2 separate regions of the Ovis aries genome follow, and region 1 is linked to region 2. The links are chromatin contacts, called in public Hi-C maps. All regions are on one chromosome and are shown on one strand. The core of a region is the stretch at or near the end of the contact, and the rest is flanking DNA. Distances in the headings are between cores, read along the strand shown. Region 1 holds the start of YKT6 (YKT6 v-SNARE homolog). Region 2 holds the start of NUDCD3 (NudC domain containing 3).

The links. A called contact is a pair of places that touch in the nucleus more often than the background predicts.
Region 1: a contact with region 2 is called in a Hi-C map of muscle, with 4 times the contacts expected there. The contact joins the promoter of YKT6 here to the promoter of NUDCD3 in region 2. A contact is called at or near these places in 3 of 16 Hi-C or Micro-C datasets (liver, muscle and omental adipose tissue).

Annotation. Positions count from the first base shown.
Region 1 is chr4:78,777,543-78,780,777 of ARS-UI_Ramb_v3.0, reverse strand. It overlaps YKT6 (YKT6 v-SNARE homolog), which reads left to right and starts at 1,288. Exons shown (of 7, transcript XM_004007985.6): 1 at 1,288-1,532. The coding sequence starts at 1,429.
Region 2 is chr4:78,568,838-78,572,297 of ARS-UI_Ramb_v3.0, reverse strand. NUDCD3 (NudC domain containing 3) reads right to left here and starts at 1,718. Exons shown (of 6, transcript XM_004007984.5): 1 at 1,495-1,718. The coding sequence starts at 1,686.

The sequences.
Region 1 (3,235 bases), core at 39-2,538, 210 kb before region 2:
ACAAAGGTCCGTCTAGTTAAGGCTATGGTTTTCCAGTGGTCATGTATGGATGTGAGAGTCGGACTGTGAAGAAAACTGAGCGCCCAAGAATTGATGCTTTTGAACTGTGGTGTTGGAGAAGATTCTTGAGAGTCCCTTGGACTGCAAGGAAATCCAACCAGTCCATCCTAAAGGAGATCAGTCTTGGGTGTTCATTAGAAGGACTGATGTTGAGGCTGAAACTCCAATACTTTGGCCACCTCATGAGAAGAGCTGACTCATTGGAAAAGACCCTGATGCTGGGAAAGATTGAAGGTAGGAGAAGGGGACGACAGAGGATGAGATGGTTGGATGGCATCACGGACTCAACGGACATGGCTTTGGGTGGACTTCAGGAGTTGGTGATGGACAGGGAGACCTGGCGTGCTGCAGTTCATGGGGTCGCGAAGAGTCGGACACGACTGAGCGACTGAACTAAACCTCAGAGAACTGAGCCTCATTCACCCCCACCCACTGAAAAAGCATTATTCCAACATTTCAAACAAAATGAGGTTTTCCAAGTCATGGTATGCCAAGTGCTCCCTCAGTTTGGAGCTGAATCTCTGCTCCTTTTTAAGTGAAATGGCTCTGCTACTCTGAGGTTAGCAGTTGGCTCCCAGATTAGTGGTTGGGCAGCTGATTTCACAGGTAGTTGGCAGGCCCAGGAGACTTGAAGCCCGCAGGCTCGTGCTGAGCGGGTCCTGTGTCCAGAAATTTACTCCCACGCAGGCAGGACGCAGGAGTGGGAAGGGCAAGAGAGGGTTCAATTGACTGAAAATGAGAGGCAAGCCTTCACCTCCCGGCAGGAGCCTCGAAAAGGTCCCTGCCTTTCACTCAAAAAGGAGATCTGATTTACAAAATACTTTCCTAGAAGGCAGTTCGCGCGTAAATCAAAGTCCCAGGTGTAGGGTTTACAAAGTACTGGCGTGTGGGTGGGGCTCTGGGTCTAACTGCTCACAGGAAGGACGGCCCCCAGGACACAGGTGTTCCTACAGTACTCAGAAGGGCCGGGAAGAAGCAGGGGGGTGCTGGGAGGACTCAGGACGGCTAGGGAAGGAGGGAGAGGGCCTCGGAAGGATAAGGACAGCGGGAGAACGGTAAGGACTCGCAGTGAGACAGCAAGGGGGCCTACAAGATCCCCAACAGCCCCTCACGCGCACGCGCAGGACCCTGCACCACCCCCTCGTTCGTGTTTCCGGCTGCTGTTTTCTGCATCCGGGGCACGAAAAGACTCCGTTAGGCCTGGGGCGGCAGCCCCTGACCGGAACCGGAAGTGGACCCCGAGCCAGGAGAAGGAAGCCGGTGGCCGACCCGTCAGCAGCCGGCGGCGGCCTCGAGGGGCGGCGCTGCGCTGCTCCCTGCGAACCGGTGCCGCGGCCAGGCGGGTGGCCGGCCCAAGGGCCCGGCGCCATGAAGCTGTACAGCCTAAGCGTCCTGTATAAAGGCGAGTCCAAGACGGTGCTGCTCAAGGCCGCATACGATGTGTCCTCCTTCAGCTTTTTTCAGAGATCCAGGTGAGCGGGCCCTGGAGGGCGGCGCCCGGACGGGGAGGCCCGGGGTCCGGGTTGGAGACCGCCCGGGGATCGAGGCCCGGGACTTGGCCTCCCGCATTGGAGCCGGTGGTCTTTTCCTCGGCCTGTAGCCCATTCTGGAATATAGTCCGTAATCAGGGTTTTTCAAATTTTCTATCTTATAAAAATGACCGGGGGCTTTTGAAAAAGTACAGATTCCCCTAGATTCACGCCCAGTTGAGTTCCAGCAATCTGTATTTTAAACCAGCAACTCCCACTCAGTGGTTCTGACCCAGGAAGCTCACGTGCCACACCTTAAGCGCCACGTTTGTATTATCTGGCTGGGCTTTCCAACAGTTCGGTGTGAGAGTTCCTGGTACACTGTCATATTATGGAGGAAGTCACTGAGGCCCCAGGAGATGGATACCAAACCAGCCAGTACTCCAACCCAAATTGTATGCTCTTAATGGTTGGGCTCTAGTGGTACAAAAGGGTTCTACAGTGAAGATTTGGAAGGAAGCATGGAGGTTTTAGGGCTTACAAGCCTTTGAACATCTGCGAGGCACTTTAATGCAATCAAGTGTGTGTTAGAAGTACCACAGACACTTAACAGCCTGTTCGTGGGAGGGGTGGTGGTGACTCAGGCACAAAAGGAGAAAGACCCTGCAAAGTCTGTGTCTGTAGTCACCCAGTCTCCAGGTCTGGTAGCATCTGGATTCTGTTTTCACTACTTCATTGGGTTGTTTTGTTCTTGATGAGAGTGGCTTGCTGGCGGGATCTCAAACAATTCCTCTTGTTATTTTGTTGAAATTTGCTGCTGCTTTTTGGGTCCTTCTTGGTACTTACCATTCTCTATCATGACCTCTAGTCTCTGTTCTGTATTGCTGCTTTTCTGTGATGGAACTTTGGGTGCTAACTTGGTTAACTCTTGATTCTTTTCCTTTCTCTTTCCCCTACCCACATTTACTGACGATCCTCAGAGATTTCACTTTAGGACTTTCATCTCACTGGTTTTCGGTATCCAGACCAGTTTCAGATGATTAACACAACTGCAGTACTGTAGGGGAATCTCTACAAGTGTCTCTTAAAACAACACATAATCCAATTGAGCCCACTGTTTTTCTCATAAGTCCTCCTGTCTTCTGTCCTGCCCACCTCATGATTACCAGAATGCGAACCTCAGGCCTTCAGAACGTTTTCCAGCTTTTCTGGCTCTTGTATGCAGAATGTCACAATGAATGCAGTTCTTCCTTTGTCTAATTATATTTCTACTCTTAAGCTCTGTCTCTTTTTAGTTTTATTGCAAGGACTTCCTTATTTTCAGACTTTCCACTAAGGGATTTTTCTGGTCCTAGTCACTCTCTCAGGATAATAATAACAAGTAATACTATGCACCAGACATCATGCTAAGTGCTCATTTAGTCATCACAGCACGTCTCAATATGTAGACAAAGCGTGGTGCAGTAAGTCCCTTACCAGAGGTCACACATCTTGTAAGTGGTGGAGCTGGGATCCCAGCCGGGGAAGTCCACTCCAGACATGGTGAGTCCTCACTCTGCTGCGTGGCTCTTGGTGTGATCTCAGGAGTGTATGAATCTGCTGGAACCAACTGTGGATTCCACAAGTCAGGACCCTGCACTGACGGCCCTTTATATGACATTTCCAGTCAGAGGCTTCTTGTTAACTCTGGTTCCTCCAGCTGGACT
Region 2 (3,460 bases), core at 469-2,968:
AAAGATCAACCTATTCAGGTTGTTAGGAACAAATGACAACCTAGAACAAAAATTACATAACAACTACTAGGTGCTCAGTAAATGGTCCTTTCTTTTTTCTGCAAAAGATCACCCTAGACAAAAGTGTTGCCACTCTACAATGGATTGGTTAAATAATAGAACAGAAAGATATGGAATCAGAAAAATGAAGTTTTGAGCTCTAGCTCTATGATGAGTTTGGTCAAACCACTTGATCTGCTGAACTAGCACCCTCATTTGCCACATAAAATTCATCCTTATCTACTTCACAGGCTTCCGGGAAATTATTAATTTGCCAAAGGATTTGCTAAAAACCATCTCTGACACACAGTTCTCTGATCACTTGGATGGTACTTAACCACTACAAGGATGAGGAACAGCCTTAAGTTTTCAAACTGAATACCAACCTCACTCCTCATTTGACCATATTATCTCTGGTAGTTATTCAAACATTCTAAGCTTTTGTTTCTTCATGCAGGCACTTAGGAAAGTAATATCGGGCCAACCTGAAGCGAGTAAAAAGACTTCACGAGATAAACCTTTGAAATCACTTCATAAACTGTAAAGTGCTAGACGACAGTGAGAGGTATCGCCAGCATTTCCACCTTCTCAGGTTCCTGGCTCAATGCTTGACTGAGTATCCTCTGTCGATCCCATCAAAATTCCACCTCCTCTACAAAACTCGTCTTCATTTCCAAAAGATCATTTCTATTCCCTTCCTTCCAATGGCTTTGTCAGGTAACAGGCAAAGATCCCTGCTACTGTATTTCATCTCTTTAAATATAGCGTAAGTGTCCCAAGCAGAGAAACCATTATTTAACCATCCGCATAACCAGTGTATCTCTAATGCCTGCAGCGGCTGAGTGTGAACTCTTGCTTATTACATTTCAAATACCCCGTCAACTACAGTGAATGACAGCCTCCAACAATAAGCTTAACCTGGGATGCACACATATATGCTCATATGTAAACTTATTAAGTACTATTATACTATGTCTTCGATGTAAAAAGTCACATTTCAAATAAGAGACCCACACCCATCATACAGCCTCCCTCTCGTCCAGTAGTCGTAATTCTGGGGTGTGCAGGTGTCCGTGCTGCCGCCGCCCCTTCCCCAAGTCTAGCCTGCAGTTTTCATTCTCTGTCACTCGAAGGGTTACGCGCTGCTGGAGCTGACCGGAGCCCTAAGCTTCTGATATCCAAATGCACCCTATCGGACCAAGCTGCTATAGAGCCGGCACCTCTCGCACAGGAGTAAACTGATAACAGACCAGCATCTCGGCAGAAGCCGCGGCCGCAGAAGGCGGGTCGGGGGAAGCGCCAGAGGATGAACTGAGGCCGGCAGCGGAGGAAGCGGCGGGCTCGCAGGAGCCTGAGCTCCCAGAGGGTGGGAGACTACGGGAGCGGGTTCGCGGGGGTCGGGGCTCCCACGATCTTCCCCACCTCACCCCAAGCTTCCCGCCTACCGCGCGTTACCTGCAGCACCAGCGCCTGCGCGGCCCCCGGGGGAAAGCCCATGCGGTCCGACGGGTGGCGCAGCAGGCGGTAGAAGTCCGTTTTGCGGTAGAGGAAGCCGAAAAGCACACGCAGAAAGTCCTGAACGTTGCCCACGTGCTGCAAGATGCCCAGCAGGGCCTGATCGTACAGCTCGGCCGCCCCAGGCTCCATGGCGTCGCCGGCCGGAGGAAAGCTCACTCACTGCGGGCGCGGCCCGGACGCCGGCCTATGGCCACTTCCGGTGCTCTGCAGTAATGGCCTCGGCCGCTAGCGCGCCCGGGAAACTTCCGGTCCGCTCTTGTTCGCCCCCGCGGTGGAGCTGGGCTGGACTGCGCTGGAGCCGACTGGACCCGGGCACCGCCCCTACTGCCCCCGGGCTTCTCGGGCGGTCTCGCTGAGGAGCAGAAGGCCCCGAAGCGCAAGAGGACCCGGGGCTGCGGCATTGAGGGCGCCTAGTGGCCATGTTGGAAACTGGCGGAAAAGTTGTAACGCGGGCAACAACTGTTACGTGAGCCACGCTGTTGTCACGTGGTTTGTGGGCTGTGTTCCAGACTGGATGTCCAGAAACAAGGCGGGACAGCGAGAACATTTTGCTTGAGAGTCCAAAGAGGAAAATGCGACCTTTCTGTTGGTGTGTTTCCCGTTACTAACATAGTCGTGAGTGAAATGCAAGGTGATGTGCATAAATAAAAGAAGACAAGATTGTCAAGTGAGTGCATGTACCAGTATTAAATGGACAGAGCTAGATGCAGAATAGAGAATCTGGTGTGCCATCCTGTGAAATATACATATACGTATGTATATATGTGTGTGTGTAGTATATATGTGTACGCACAGTATATATATACTCACACAGCATGTATACGTGTTCTAAGGGTCTTTCAAAGCATAATCTGAAAATCGAAGCATAACACTCAAATATATAATGAACACATCAGAGATTTATCCATTTTAATTGACAGCTTTTCGAGAAACTGGGTATTTATAACTTTCAGAAAGCAGTAAGATGGCTAGATTGTATACAAAGCTGGCTGGTGTCCTATAAAATGGTGTAGATTATCTTTCCTAGTGGATGGAAATGATTTGCATCTCTACTGGCCTGAGATCTACAAGTTAACATGTTTCTTCATAGTATATGGACTCTAATGAATTGTAAATAAAGTCAAACTCAGATAAATTGCTCTAGAGCAGTGATTCCGAAACTTTTTGGACTTAGGACCTATTTACAGGGGATTCCCTGAGGGTCCAGTGGTTAGGACTCTGCATCAGAGTGCCCAGGTTCAATCCCTGGTCCAGGAACAAAGATCCCGCAAGTGTGGCCATGGCCAAAAGGAGAAAAAAAAGACCCATTTTCATTCTTAAAATATATCAAAGATTCTTTGGAGTCTTCATAAATTTTATGTGTGTTATGTTTATTGATAGTTACCATATTGGACATAAAAACAAAATGTTTAAATATTTATTTATGCATTTTAATATAATAAAAATATGTTAACATTTTTGTAAAGAAGTAAGGTCCTTCGCAAAGAGTCGGACACGACTGAGCGACTGACGGAACTGAACTGAACTGAAGGTTCTTCAGAGCAGTAAAAGTTTATGAGAAACAAAGCATCCTTTAAAATTTTTGCAAATCTCTTTACTATCTAGCTTAATTGAATCGATGACAGCCAGATTCTCATATCTGCTGCATTCACTGCATTGCAGTATGGTATTTTGATTGAAGTATGAGAAACCCAGTCTTATACAAATAGCAGTTTAATTGGCCTTTTCAAATAAATGTATTATTCTTGGAAACTACACCAACATTCAACAAATTGTAGTTTCTTAAAGATTAGTTGCACTGTGAAATCTGAAATTGTATCAATAAACGTCTCCTACTTTGTCACATTAATATCCATTGGTCTGTCCTAATAATTTGAGTGGATCTTTGTTCACAATCTAGTCT